2 separate regions of the Siniperca chuatsi genome follow, and region 2 is linked to region 1. A link is a contact called in public Hi-C data. All regions are on one chromosome and are shown on one strand. Each heading gives the region's core, a stretch centred on a gene start, on an enhancer-like site or on the middle of the called end of the contact. The rest is flanking DNA. Distances are from core to core; before and after follow the strand shown. Region 1 holds the start of si:dkeyp-59c12.1 (ras-related and estrogen-regulated growth inhibitor-like protein). Region 2 overlaps slco3a1a (solute carrier organic anion transporter family member 3A1).

Evidence for each region. Hi-C and Micro-C count contacts between places; a contact is called where the count stands out from the background.
Region 2: a contact with region 1 is called in a Hi-C map of liver, with 3 times the contacts expected there. The contact joins the enhancer-like site here to the promoter of si:dkeyp-59c12.1 in region 1. A contact is called at or near these places in 3 of 3 Hi-C or Micro-C datasets (liver, skeletal muscle and an unstated tissue).

What each region holds. Positions count from the first base shown.
Region 1 is chrLG4:12,674,257-12,681,751 of ASM2008510v1, forward strand. It overlaps si:dkeyp-59c12.1 (ras-related and estrogen-regulated growth inhibitor-like protein), which reads right to left and starts at 4,428. Exons shown (of 4, transcript XM_044192126.1): 1 at 4,191-4,428; 2 at 4,048-4,101; 3 at 3,880-3,956; 4 at 2,162-3,343. The coding sequence starts at 4,239. The coding sequence ends at 2,918.
Region 2 is chrLG4:12,717,835-12,725,329 of ASM2008510v1, forward strand. It overlaps slco3a1a (solute carrier organic anion transporter family member 3A1), which reads left to right. Exons shown (of 11, transcript XM_044192127.1): 4 at 6,047-6,145; 5 at 6,234-6,506; 6 at 7,278-7,442. Among protein-coding and RNA genes, the nearest start is that of st8sia2, 18 kb to the right of the region's middle. Within about 2 kb of position 4,662, the one cell type or tissue checked has an H3K27ac peak away from gene starts, as active enhancers do. A contact at or near this core is called in liver, where this site is marked.

The sequences.
Region 1 (7,495 bases), core at 3,178-5,677:
ACTGTTTTCTGCAGCTGATCTGATACCGTCAGATGAGCATGGCCATAGATCTCTGTGAAACATAAATGAAGTATTATTAAGTAGTAGTATATATTGAAGTATTCAGGCTGATCTGGAGGCAGAAGTGCATCATATATGACACCAGCAAGCTTGTACAAGAAAAAGTGGCCCCTGGATGGATGTAATATATGTCTGAGATGTGGTGTGAGAGCCTATGAAGTGTGAAAGCTTTGAAGACCAGCAGCAAAATCCTCACTTTAGACTGACTGGAGAACAGTGAACCACACACAACTATATTTTACTGGTTCAGTTTTATGTTATTCACGCGGCTGATGTACAGATTTTTATGGGGCATCAAGTGTCACACTCCATTAAATGTATGATATGCCCACAATGCATTTTCATGACTCCAGGCAAGCACTTTATACTGTATATAAAATGCACTTAATGGTTTAAAGTGCTTACAAGTGCCCTTTGACAGCTTTTTACAAACACAAAATGGCAAAATGCCTGGTTACATTGTTTTTCATTTTGCTTATATGCATTTCACGTGTCATCAAAGCGCATCTTGTACACAGTGTGTTCAGTGACACAAAAATATCTTTTGTCACAAAAGTATCTTTTGTGACACAAAATGCTTGCCCAGTGTCAAAAAACATGTTTCATTTTAAGGGTTGTCAATTAAGATGCTAATTAATATTCTTATGCAATATTATAATTACATTCTAATTATTCCAAATGAATTTTCCTCATTCAGTGGCATGAAAAGTGGTAACACAGCCCATCTCCTGCTTGAATGCAGCCAAATTATTTTAATCTCATGACTGAAAGATGTGGTTTGCAAATGTCACATTTATATTTTTCTGTAGAAATCTTGTTCCCTCCCTGTAAGTGTCAGTGTCGTTATGGCAGCACATGGAGCGTCATGATTTCAGCTCCAGTAAAGCTAAAGGCAGCTCGTGCAGGTCTCAGCAGATTGCTGTTTATTCTGGGTCCTGTTGTGAAGCGACCCAGAGGGGTCAGAGACTGTGACAAGGACCTGCAGGGGCCAGACTGCCCAAGTCTTGCTTTGTTAACCTTGTGCCTTGTTACTGTCACATTCCTCGTACACATGAATAGAAACGAGGGGGAGCTGGCACCAGCTTACCTGCCATTTGCCCTCCCATGCTGCTGCTTTAATAGCCACAAAGATGGACATCTTCCTGACACCTAATGATAGAGGCTGAAGGGAGGAAAAGAAGAATGGACATTTTTGCAGCCTAATTTTGGGGGTCAGACCAAGTTTACTGGAGCAGGCCAGTGACAAATTAAAGGAATTTTTCAGGGGAAATGGTCTCTAGTTTCAGAGAGGAATTCACAGACCCTCATTAAAATAGAGGATGAAGTCTTAGCATGATTTAAGATCTAGTCAGTTCAGTGGGCATTTTTCAGTCCCTTAAACCTGCATTGTCACTATTTGCAAACTGTTATATACATCAGATACATTCAATCGCATTCTTATTACTAAACAAATACTCAGTTAACAATTATTTGCACCCAAGGGATTTTAAGAAACGTGTGATTGCTGTCAGAAGAGCATTTTTAATGTGATAAAAGCATGCAGTTCACTATTTTCTACATGGTCTCTGATCTTTGACTAAACATCCACAAATGCGAAAGCTGTATCAAATGTGAGCATGGCTGTTGTTTGTCAGTTTAGTTAGAGTTTAGAGTCAGGACAGACGCAGTCCTGTTCTCAGGCTGAGAGGAGGCAGGTACACTGAAAGTTTTCTGGTTGATTCACAAGCCTGCGCAGGATCATTTCCTCCCTGTGTCCATCAGAGAAAGATTCCACATACTCACACAAATGAGGTCCCATGGCATTACTTTGAGATATGGAGAAATGTAAAATTAATGTTTGAGAAATTTGTGGAATCAAGCAATTAGAAAGTTGTTTTTTAAAAACTACAACACCGTTCTTGGCTATTTGCAACAAGCCAAAAACATCTTTTGAGGCTGTGTGCTGTGTTAAAGCAGAAACCGATAGAAGCTGTAGAGTTGTGAGAGAAGGTTTTGGGATTATTACTGATATGAAACTGACGCATCACCTTGTGGGGATCAGTAAATAATCACATTATTGGAAAACAAACATTTTAGAATCAACACAAATGAAAATCATACATTTGTGCACATTTTATGCTTTATTTAAATCCTTATAAGCCATAAAACAAGGTTTAGACATTTCAGTACATGACCCATAATCAATGAATTAAACATGGGAGAGGCTCATAAATAAAGAAAACACTTTTTCAGTGTTTAGACTTGAATAAATACAAATATGTATGTTTTACTTTCAAGAATGAATTACAGGATTGAACAGGACACTTTTTCCAGCAATACAAAAGTTCCACTTGTGAATTAAAGAGCTTTAAGACGTTATCTTTGGTCATCATCATAAGTAAAGGTACATTTAAATTGTGCATAGAATTTCCTCCAATCTGAAGCCACAGCTGGTATATATAGCTTAAACATATTGCATACCTTGTTGCACACAATAGTATATTACTGCATAACAAGTATCTGCATAATGAATTAGACTAATTGCATCAGTCTTTTGTGGCTAGAAGTGCGGCTAACTTCAAAACCTGTCACCAAAAAACATCTGTAACCTCTGTGACATTGTTTTGTCTCCATGTTTTCTGAAGCTTAATGCCTTTTTTCATCTCTGTCTTTCCACACTTTTTTAGTGAAAAGCAGCTCCCATCTCTGCGGTGTCTCCACCTCAGGAAGCGTTATTGTTACCTTTGGCACAGTAACATGTGACACATCTGTTAATATTTCACTCACAGACTGTGATATCCATCCAGTCAAATACACATAATGTGTAACCTCTCTTATGCAGATATCATAGAAAACTCCTCTTCTGTCACAGTCTTTACTAAAATGAGTCTGTCCGTCTCCTGGTGAACACTGCAGACATGCTTTTCACTATGCCCTTGAACCCCAGAGGCCTCTTAATGGTCAGCTTGGCGTCCTTCATCCTGTCCACCAGCCCATGAAACACCATGAGCACGCTGTGGTAGTTCTCGGCCGCCGACACCTCGTAGAAGTAGCAGTCTGTTTTGAGAGCTAGCAACCAGCCCTCCTCACTCAGCACTGTCCGCCTGTGGTGCAGGTCCCTCTTGTTGCCCACAATAACTATGGGCGCTTTGTCTGCGTTCAGGTAGTCTTTAGTGGACTTGATCGTCTGAATGAGCCTGCTGACGGTGTTGAAACTGGCCCTGTCACAGATGCTGTAGACGAGAACGTAGCCGTCTGCCCACTGGACCTTCTTTTCAACGAGTGACGGCTCCACAGACAAATCCTGTGAAATCACACATTTAGTCCAAAGACACCTGTGGTTTTTTTGAGTTATATTTTATATTTCTGCATCACTACATGTGAGACAGTAATATTGTACTTTGTTCTGCCCTACATATCTTTAACAGCTATAATCATTAGTTACTTTGCAGATTTTACACATAAAACATATGATTATCTTCTAATATATGATACATTATTATAGATCAAACTACCCCAAAGTTGTTAAAATTAGCTCCACCCTGTCTAAATGCTGACATTAAGGTATCAGTAATGATAAAACAAAATTATAATATACATAATAATATAACAGTATGAAAGGGACTTTTAGGCTATTCATTTGAAACTTAAAGCACATTTTGCTGAACTTTTCCTTTAAGTAAAATTTTGAATGAAGAACATTTACTTGTAATGTAGTATTTTTACAAAGAAGTATTTTCTACTTTTACTTGAGTTGAGGATTTGAGGAGTACTTCCTCTACCACTGGTACCAGAATCATTGATAGCAACTGTCAGGTAGTTATTTACATGTCTCCTTACCTCAGAATAAGGTGAATCCCAAATATTGAGAGAGATTTCCCTCCCATCTACCATAAAACTGTGACTGTAGATGGATTCTGCAAGAGAACAAGTTAAGTTAATGGAAATGTAGATGAAGTTAAAAGGCTGCATTGCATCGGTGTCAGTAAAGTCGGACGGGACACTTACCAATATCTCCATACTCGCCGATGAATCTCCGAGTCAACAGGCGCACGGTCAGTGCTGAAAAACAACAATCTTTAACGCACCGTGTGCAACAGAAACATATATATATATATATAACTATTTCTCCATTACAGACATGTTTTTACCTGATTTCCCGACGCTTTCTGTCCCCATGACAACAATGTTGGCATCCATTTTCAGTGAAACAGCTGTGTCGATCCGCTGAGCTCCATGTGAGGCGGAGGAGGCTGCTGCTGTGCCGCTGCTGCCGGCTCAGAGCAGTTATTATAGGACAGACAGGTGGGCGGGGTAAACAAATCACCCATAACAACAACAACAGCAACAGCGATAATTCAGTGATGTCTCCCTCACGTGGTCTACCTCACGCGTCTCTCTGAAGAAGGAACCCGCTTCAGTAGCTTTAGTAGCCTATTATAATGATATCCCGGTGTTGTTATAAATGCCGAAAGGATCTTTTTTCTCACGTTTTCTTATAGGCGTATTTTTTGTCATGACATTTTAAGGAAATCAGCGGCGGAATGTAACTAAGTAGCCTATACTAACTCAATTTACTCAAGTACAAATTTGAGGCGCTTGTAGGCCTACTTTACTCGAGTATTTCCTTTTCATGACACATTTATCACAGCTGTAGTTTCTTTGCAAATAAATTATTTTACACAAGTAAATCTGATAATCTTATAAAATATGAGTCATGGTCATATAGCCTATTAAACTACCCAACGGTATAAAAAATAGTTGAAAATGCTGTTTACACATTAGTGCATCAGTAATAATAATCTAATGATATTATATATCATAACACTCACGGGGTTCATTTTTCTACATTGAGTACTTTTTTTATTCTTAATACATTTTGCGGGTGAACCTTTACTTAAGTAACACTTTTTATGCAGGACTTTTACATGTAATGGAGTATTTTACACTATGGTAGGCCTGTTGCAACTTTTACTTAAGTAAAGAACCTGAATACTTCCTCCACCACTGGATAAAATACATTAATAATTAATACAAGTTGCTCTAAAGTTAAAAGTCAAAGATTATCTGTTATGAGGCTGTAAAATGTAGTCTGAAGGTGAAATAAAGTAATTTTTGACTATATTAATTACGGGTCTAGTCACATATATAATCATTTCGTTTGTGTTATAGATGAAAAAAGGCATTTTGTGTTTCTCAACTTATAACAATTAAAATATGGGCCTGTTTTAAAGCTGTATTTACTTACTGTTGTAAATAAACCTTTAAAAGATATTAATAACTATAGTCTAGGTGGTAATCTGTGTGTTAATCAATTTGGGAGTAGCTGGTTTTGAAGTTAAGGTTTCACTTTTTTGTTTTACCTGGTTTGTATTTTGTCTGCTGTATTAACGTCAGTCAAGGCTCTTTCTGTTTGCTGCTGCAATATTAACATCAACCAGAAGGGGGAACTAGATTCCAATAAATGTCTCCCATAAACAGATGACTTTATTTGCTTCCTGGAGCCAGAAAAGGCAGTGGAGGCAGGCTGGACACTGATTGGCTGAACAGAAACAAACCTCCAGATAATTGGCTGTTTGTAGCATTAGGCTGTAACAACTGCTTCCCCGCGCGCGCGTGTGTGTGCATTCATGTTCTTATATCCCAATGGGGACCTGAATGCACACTAACCCTGCTTTTTGAGGGTTAAGACTTGGTTTTAGGGTACAGGTTACAGTTGGGTTAAGGTTAGGGTTGGCGTAAAGGTTAAGGTTAGGCATTTAGTTGTGATGGTTAAGGTTAGGGTAAGGGGCTAGGGAAAGCATTATGTCAATGACTGTCCCCCATGGGGATAGTGAAACAAACCTGTGTGTGTGTGTGTGTGTGTGTGTGTGTGTGTGTTCTTTAACCTGAATGCACACTAACCGCTGGGGACTTGTGTCACTGTGGGGACAAAAATTGAGGTCCCAATAGGTAGAGACTGCTTTTTTGTGTGTGTGTTTGTGTGTGTGTGTGTGTGTGTGTGTGTGTGTGTGTGTGTGTGTGTGTGTGTGTGTGTGTGTGTGTGTGTGTGATTTGTCTTTATCTTTTCCAGCTTTACTTTCTCCTCTGGTGGCTACAATTCCTTATTTTAATCAGATTTACTCACAGTAACTTGGTTTCTTGTCTTGTGTGCATGTAAAAGGCAAATACTACTATCAAGTCAGGTATAATTTTATGAAACACCTTTATTAAAACATGTACACGATGTTTTTCTGCATTTACCTCTGATTTCTTCCACACTTTACGGTTTTGTTGTAGTAAGACGAGCTCCTCAGTGACAGTACTGCTGCTGTAAGCTGCAGCAGTAAAACCAGTTCACAGAAACCCTTCATATTATTTCTGATATCATTTCCTGTCTCTTATCTCATGTAAATAAGATTATTCTGCGGCTGGAAGCTCCAAGAAGATGGGTATTCAAATATTTGGCTTCAGGCATAAATTTTGCAGATGTGGAATTTTAGGAAATACTTGAGTTTTAGCCTCACACTGCGAACATTGCAATGTTTAGTGTGTCAGAAGATAAATGTGTTCATTACATATTTAGCATGTAAATTAGAACTGTTTGAGCATGTATTTGTAGTAATCAACCTTATCCTTGTTTATTGATGCATCAACTGAATGTACTTATGATATGGAATAATACCCAATATAATGGAAAGGGTACTTCACATGGTTTTTAAATGTCTGTATTCATCATTATGAGGGGTGTTAGCACGTGTGGCGCTGACTCACTATAACTAAGAGATAACTAAGGCCATAATGTATCATGAAATATATGCAGATGTAGATTATAAACAAATGCATCATAGTTAATATCATGTACGTGGAATTTAAAAAACATGACGTACATAACCCCAAAATGAAAAACGCAATAATGTGATGAGAGTTTGAATGTTCATCAAGTCACAACACTTTTTAATGATTTGAATAAACCACTCGTCACATTTCCCAAGCTGTCAGCATTAATGACCTTTATCACCACGACACGTCTGTGTGAAATTCATCACAGATATCAGAGGCACATTACGTTTCCTGGCCGGTGAAGGTGCCACATTCATGAAAATTCATATTGTACAGCTGCAGAGATATTATGGTGGTGAGAAATGTTTTTGGTCCCAAGGCATACAATTGAGAAGGAAACAAACCCAAAACAAAATTAATATGCGACCAAAACAGGGAAATTATTATTATATTTAGGTTCTCTTACAGTACTCCCAAAATGGTGTGGTTTTTGGAAATGTATTTTATTAGAGAAAATACTTGTCTCATAAGAGTCTGTTAAATCCTCTGTGTCCCAGTAAAACCTGATTTGTCTTAATAGATGCTTAACAACGCAACAGAGTTTTAGCTTTAGAGAATTACATTATTTACTTAATGTAATATACTTTTAAAGCTCTATTGTTTTGTCACTGCTTGTGTCTCTTCCCCTCAGTCA
Region 2 (7,495 bases), core at 3,412-5,911, 44 kb after region 1:
CCAGTTTATGCAGCTTCTACATGTAACATCAATGCTGATAAATTAACTGTGTCCTCTCCCTTAACTACAGAGCACTGATTGACAAGTTGACGACCACCAATCACTCTGATTGCATGTGGAAATTGTAAATCCTAACATTTGGACCTTTGAAAGATATTCACCTGCAGTACACTAGCACGTGGAAGATAAAAAGTGATGGTTTCTTTCAGTAGCCCGGCCACCATGCATTTCCCTCTCAGGCTTGTTGAGTTAACACTCTTTATTATACAGCGATAATTATTTGACATGTTTTATTAGTGATTTTATCAGAGTGCAAAACTCCATACATAATTACTGCCTAGCTTGTAGTCAGCAGTCTGGCTACAGTGGCAGGGTAAGAACGAGGCTGATGCGTTTGTGATGAACTATGAAAGGTTGGACAAAAGTGCGACCAGTCATCATGTGTACTGATAACTGGTATATCATGGTGAAATCTGACAAACACAGCCCTCCAAAGCAAGCTATATTCACTTCTGTCTCTCACATCAGCTAACAACATGCTATGCTAACTAGCATCACTGGCAGCATGTAGCCATGCCCACCAATCAAACAGTCTTTCTCAGCTACCTCTCCTTAGCAAACAACAAAGCATACACTTTCACCAGCTAATGCCATCAGCTAACAACATGCTAGCTAACAATGACCACCTAACAACAAAGGATGTATTATAAGAAATGGATACTATTTACCTGGATCCATGGAAAATTTTTGTCATTAAATGTTAATTTAAAATACCATCAACCACTAATTTTCAATATTAATTCACAACAATTTACAAATAAGAAGCTGTGAAGCATGTGCTTTTTCTTAATAAAAATACCTGTAACCTATTAAACCCAGTCCACTGCATGGAAGCAGTGGTTTCTGGTTTCACAAACCAGAAGGCGTTTTGCTGTTTCTGTACAGTTGATAAGAGGAAGCGTGTTGCCAGGAAGCAGACGGATGGTTGTTGGATATGGTGTGTGAGTTGAGGTGTTCTGAATCTTTTGTGCAACTGTCAGTGTGAGTGATGCCACATTTACTTCGACGGACATGCAGCAAATGGCCTGTGCTCAGTCTGACATCTCCGGCACAATCTTAAGAATGCCTTTACACTTCTACACAGAGGATGTTATGACCTGATGTACAGCAGAAGAGGAAGACAGGGCTTTTGTTTGAAAGCTCTTTAAATCTTACAGTCATTAAACTTTATAGTACCTTGAAATCTTGTCTGCCTTATGCAGTTATTCTGTTCCGAGACTCTTTTTGTTCCTGCTCTAGACTGAACTTCTGACATAAACTCATGTTAAGGCCCCAGAGGTGGAGGGCCGAGGCTCTTGGCTTTATTTTTACTAATCATTTAGCTCACACTCAGTTTTCAGTCTGGCCCCTCGTAAAAGTGGCACTAGCTGTTGTTTGGCCTCCCACATTGCACTGTCCCTCTGCTCTTATTTAGCTCAGGGGATTACTGAGCCAACATGAGCTGGATTAATTGAGGAGAAGGAATTCCTTTTGTACAGTGAGAGCAGGAAATAAACTGAGGGTGGTGCAATGCATCTGACATTTTGATTACCATGAGCTTATCTGTTTAACCTCACCTTGCGTTGGTTTATAATCTCAACCCCTGGGTTTAGATGGTCTAAAGAAAGTAAACTTTACAACTAGAGGTGTATAAATGGCCATTATTTTTGTATCTTGTATCTGTGTCGAACAGCATTAAATCTGCCTCTCACTGGGTTTCACCTGACTCCACATTAATCTCAGGAGTGATTTTTATGAAGAGTGCAGCCTGTCACAGTTAGCATCTCGTCTATTATGGCTTAATCTCTGCATAGTGTTTGGTTAAACAATTAGGAAAGTGTATAAGATGGAGGTGCTTGTATGGGTCACATACATATGTGGAAATCCTGTCCAAGTGCGAAGATAAATAGCATGACGTCAAGCGCTACATGTGAAATGCTGATGTGATATACAGTTTTCACAAGATACAAAAATAACCCTCTTTGATCTTTGAAGGGAATGTGTGGGCATTTGTGTATTCAACATTTGTTTTAAGTCAACTCTGTGTAAGTGTGTAAGATATGGGATGGGGATGCATCTATGGGTTAATTAATATCCGGAAAAGGACAAGCCTCATGGACAGTAGCTTTCCCAGCCTTTTCTATTGGTCTCTAAACAAATTAGAGGGAGACAAAAACACTAGAGCCGAGCTTTGTTATTGAATTACATCTGACATGCTCCCCTGAGAGTATAATTCACATGATACTAAAAGGCTCGGGCGAACTACAACATGAACAAATTAGTTTGTTTTGTACTTATCTCGTAACGGGACCGCTGGAAGGGAAAAAGGGATTTAGAGGCAGTTTGGAGAAGTAGTGTATTACAAAGATTACCCACGGCTGTGGTCATGTATTGTCCTTCATGGAGATTTAATGTGCTTAACTTAGGTTTTCTTTTCTTTTTTTTTTTTTTCTTCAGCTTAACCCTGTCATGACAAACATGAAATATGTGCCTTTACAGCTTGTACAGGCAGAGTTGTCATTTCGTCTTTGACCTGAGAGCAAAGGTCGGTTATTTGAAATAAGATTAAAAGAAAGAATAAAGCACTGAGGTGGATGGGGAATAAAAGTTTGTAATAACAGTAACCAAGCCTGTCAGTATGTGCCCAGGGGAATCCTTCACATGAAACAGTTCAAATCAGCTCTACTTTATGGTTGCATGACATTTATCTCCTGCTCTGCTCTTACCATAAAGGAATAGTTTGACATTTTTGGGAAATATCCTTATTCATTTTCTTGCTGAGAGTTAGATGAGAAGATTGATAACTCTTATGCTTGCGTGTAAAGTACAAAGCTCTAGCCAGGAGGCGGTTAGCTTAGCTTAGCATAAAGACTGGACGCCAAACAGCTAGCCTAACCAACAATTATTGGATTTAGGAGGAGTTAAGTGTCGTAACTGGCAACCTCACTGTCATCACTGTGAGATACAACGTGTTAATTAGTGAGCTTTAGGGGTGCTGGTAGGAGGATTTTGTTATCTTTGAACAGAGCCAGGCTAGCTGTCATCTCCTTTTCCTAGTCTGTATGCCAAGCTAAGCTAAGTGGCTGTAGCTTCATATTTACCATACAGTCATGAGAATGGTATCAACCTTCTCATTTAGCTAACAGTACGGTAAATATGAAACAGCAGCCAGCACCAAATTAGACTGAAAATGGGAAACAGCAAGCCTGGCTACACACAAAACTAAAAGTGTGTTTTTTAATAAGACTTCCTTGAGTCTCTGCTGGTTGCCTGACTAGCTGTTTCCCCCTGCTTCCAGTTTTTATGCCAAGCTAAGCTAATCACCTCCTGGCTCTAGCTCCATACTTAATGGAGAGACATGAGTGGTATCAATCTTCTCACCTAACTCTCAGCAAGAAAGGGAATAAACATGTTTCTTAAAATTTGGAACACTTTCTGTAAGCCAAACTGGAGAATTTAACATTTCACAGTTTAACGGTGTTATTTAAGATTTGACTGTGTTTCCATTTAGCAGCTACCAAAGAGGTCAAAAGAAAGATTTTTATCTTGAGCACCTCACATCAAGTAGGTTTGGCTCCTACTGAAGCAATGTTGGACTTGATAATTTGCTTATGTTTTGGCTACAAGATCTGGTTCATGTTCATGCCAGCTTAATCCTAATGTGAGAGACTCAACTTGCTGCATGCTTTTCCTCTGCTTAACACAAAAAAGAAAATATTTTAGTTTATCTTTCATGTGAAGATTATCACCAGCTTCAAAATTGTGCATCCCCCTTGTTTCTTGTGCAGAAGCAGAAGAATGATAAGGAGGCATGGGCCCTCATTGCGCTGTGGCACAATGTTATCATGAAGGAGACAGCGTTTCTTGATGCAACAGGGGGTAGGCATGGAACTCAGTGGAAACATTTATCCTCTCAGTGGTCGTGGGCTATCTCAGCCGTCATCTCCAGGAAGATGATTTCACTAACTGAATTTCCTCTTTGAGGTTTCCTGTGATGAAAGCAATTGTAATGTTGTTGCTATGAGAAGACAACACTCCGTTTCTAAGGAAACACTCAAAACAGAGAGTGCACAGGCCTCATTCGCAACACCACAGGCAAATTCACTAGTCACATAGTGACTGCAGCCCTCCTCCTTGCAAGTGCTGTTAAACTGCAGTTTCACTGGTATTTAGCCTCAACTGCTCTTTCCTGTGTGTTTACATGTGTTTGTGGGTGTGAATCCATCTGTGTGTTTATGTTAGAGGTGGTTACACACTGTTGTTTGAGATTAATCGTTTTAAACTTTGATTTCAGATTTGGCAGTCTTGCATTCATGCTATCTGCCTTCTTTTCATATTACAGACCCTCAGAAGCTAGCTGAAGGAAGAGGTAAAAACATATGCCTGCCTCGTGGACACACATTTTTTTGTTCATTTCCGTGCTGGTCTGACTGTCAACCGCAAAGATGTTTCAGCTGTATGCTGGTGGGGAAAAAAAGCAATATGTTCCCGTACCAACATGAAAACGCCCTTTTCTTTAGTTTCACTCCTCGTCTTGCCTAAATGAGTCTGTTTATACCACATTATAGGTAGTGAGCCGCACCTAACAAATCTGTGAGCCATTTCTTTTATGTGAAGAATTTACTATGATTGTGAATGAGGCTACAATCATGTGAATGTGTTGACTCCCTTTCTATGTGGGTGGTCAAGGCAGGAAGCAGACATGTGCATTCACTCTCAGTACTAGCAGAGACAAACAAAGCTTAGTCAAAGTTTCCACACTTGTTCATTAAGTGGTTGCTCCTGGCATTCGACATCTTACTGGAGACGCTGTGCTGATAGCAGCAATGTGAAGGCCAGCCTGCAGCCAGTAAAGAGGATGTTTCTAATGCTGCAGGAGGTAGTGGAATAGCAGAGATTATTTCATTTTATTTTGATGGTAATTTGAAGCTAGCGTTGCTGTTCCTGTGAGCTGCAGTGGTCAAACTTAGAACAAGGATCTGGTTTGTGGCTGTGTGCCAGATGCAGTCCAGCACTCCTTTCTGCAGTCTAATAATACCACAGATCACAGGACGTACAGTCAGGGAGAAATTTGTCTCCCAAATTGAGCTTTGAGTCTTCGTTATCTGCCTGCAGTCTGAGTCACAGTGCCAGACTCTCACCCCGCTGACAGCGCTCTAATGAGGATTCTGGATTTTCCGGGCTCCATACTTTATTTCCAGCTGCCCGCTAGAGCAGATTGGGACAAAAGAACTGGTCTCCGTAGTCAGGTGTCTTCCTCACAGTGTGTGTTTCTATGTGTTTGTTACCCTGCGAGGGAGAGAAGGCTGAGCCATGTGATCATAACGAGCACAGTCACAGTGTGTGTTGCCACCACTGCTGCGCCCGCTTTGTGGTTTTAACTGGCTGATTTGATCTTTCATGAGAACCAAAATGTTTCCCTGTTTGCTGTCTTGCTTCACACTGAACCCACATAAAAACAGAGCTGAATGAAAAGCAAAAAGGGGCAAATATTCTCTGGTTCCAGCCTCTCAAATATGAAGGTTTGCAGCTTTCATGCCGCACTGGGCATTAATATGTTTTTTAAACTAAATAACAAAACTTTATTGTCCCACCAGAGCAGAAAATGTCTTTTAGTCTCACCAATGAAGACAGTAAACACAATAAGACACAATACAAATAATAAACACAAGTATCACAAATCATAAGCAATATATGTGTAAAAGTTGATACAACTTATTGAAATCTCCCAGCATGGGGACATTGATTACACATGGCACAAAGGATCCCTTATATATCTTTTTGTTTACCACAGGTGTTTTATAGAGTCATACAGAAGGCATTAACAGTATTATACAGAGCATCTCCTGACTTTGGTTGGTGACCTGTAGTACAATATTCATGGCTGTTCTAACAAAACTAGCCTACTTGTTTTTGGGCTTGTTTTTGTCACTATAAACGTATTTCGGAAAGTGTCAGGTGAATGAAATTAGACCAAATATTAAAGTTGATATTTGTTTCTGTGCAGGAATTCTCTTTTCTACACTGGTGTTTGGGCCAGCGTGTGGCTTCATCCTTGGTTCCCTCTGCACTAAGTTCTATGTGGATGCTATCTTCATCGACACCAGTGAGTTTAATATTTCTCCAGTGCTGCATTATTTTAATGTGTTTTTCTGTGCATGTAGTGTATTGACTTCTGCTGTGCCTCTCTACAGGTAAGCTGGGCATCACTCATGACGACCCGCGGTGGATCGGGGCCTGGTGGGCAGGCTTCCTTTTGTGTGGTGCCTTACTCTTCTTCTCAGCTCTCTTTATGTTTGGCTTCCCTCAGTCGCTGCCAAACAAGGAGCGAGAGGAGGAGGCAGACAGTGAGCAGGTTATGCTTCCTCCCTCTCTGAATTCAGACTATGAGACTCCAAAGTCCAGCAATGGGGTTGTACGCAACCACGAGCCTGCCAACAGCCCCACCTGCTGTCAGCAACTCAGGGGTGAGTGTGCAGGATCCAGTGTAGTACTGCAGTGTAGTCATGCAAGGAAAATATACATTCTGTAAATGTAAAAACATTTTAAATTACATAACATATATTGATGAATTCATTTTCTATATTTGCCAAATGTGAATAAGAATTAAAATGTTAAAAGTATCTTGAGTTTGATACTGTTGTAACTGGTATAAAATGGTTACAACTAAAAGTGGTTAGATCTGCTCAGTGTTGGAAGAAGCATTCAGCTCCTTTTAATTAAAGTAATAATGCCGCAATGAAAAATACTCCATCACAAGTAAAGTACTACGCTGGAAATGTTACTTAAAAGTACTATCATCAAAATTTACTTAAAGCATCAACAATTAAATTACTCATTATGTAGATTGTCTCCAGTCAGGGCTGTATTATTATATATCATATTACTGTAGTATAATTATTACTGATGCATTAAACTGTGAGCAGCATTTTAATGTTGTACCTGGTGGAGGTGGAGAAAATTTGCACTTACATAAGCTACTTCATGAATCTAAATGCTAGTTTTTAGTCATTGTTTTGCACATAAGTAAAAAAAAAAAAAAAAAAAAAAAGTTTTGGAACTCGGCATTTTATCCATTGAGAAGTAATTGGTTTATTATTCATGTTATTTGATTGCTAAACAAATGTAGTCAAATGAGATCAGAGCAGGTGCCAGAAAAGACATAAAGGCAACAAGAGAGTCTGTCCTGCGAACAAACATGCTTGGATCTTAATGGTTCCTTGTTTCTTTACGACTAGTGATCCCCAAGGTGACCAAGCACCTCCTGTCGAACCCAGTGTTCACCTGCATCATCCTGGCGGCCTGTATGGAGATCGCAGTCGTGGCGGGCTTTGCAGCCTTTCTGGGGAAATACCTCGAGCAGCAGTTCAGCCTCACCACCTCCTCAGCAAACCAGCTGTTAGGTCTGTGTTCACAGCAAACATGCACAAGCGCACATATGCACGGTCACACACAT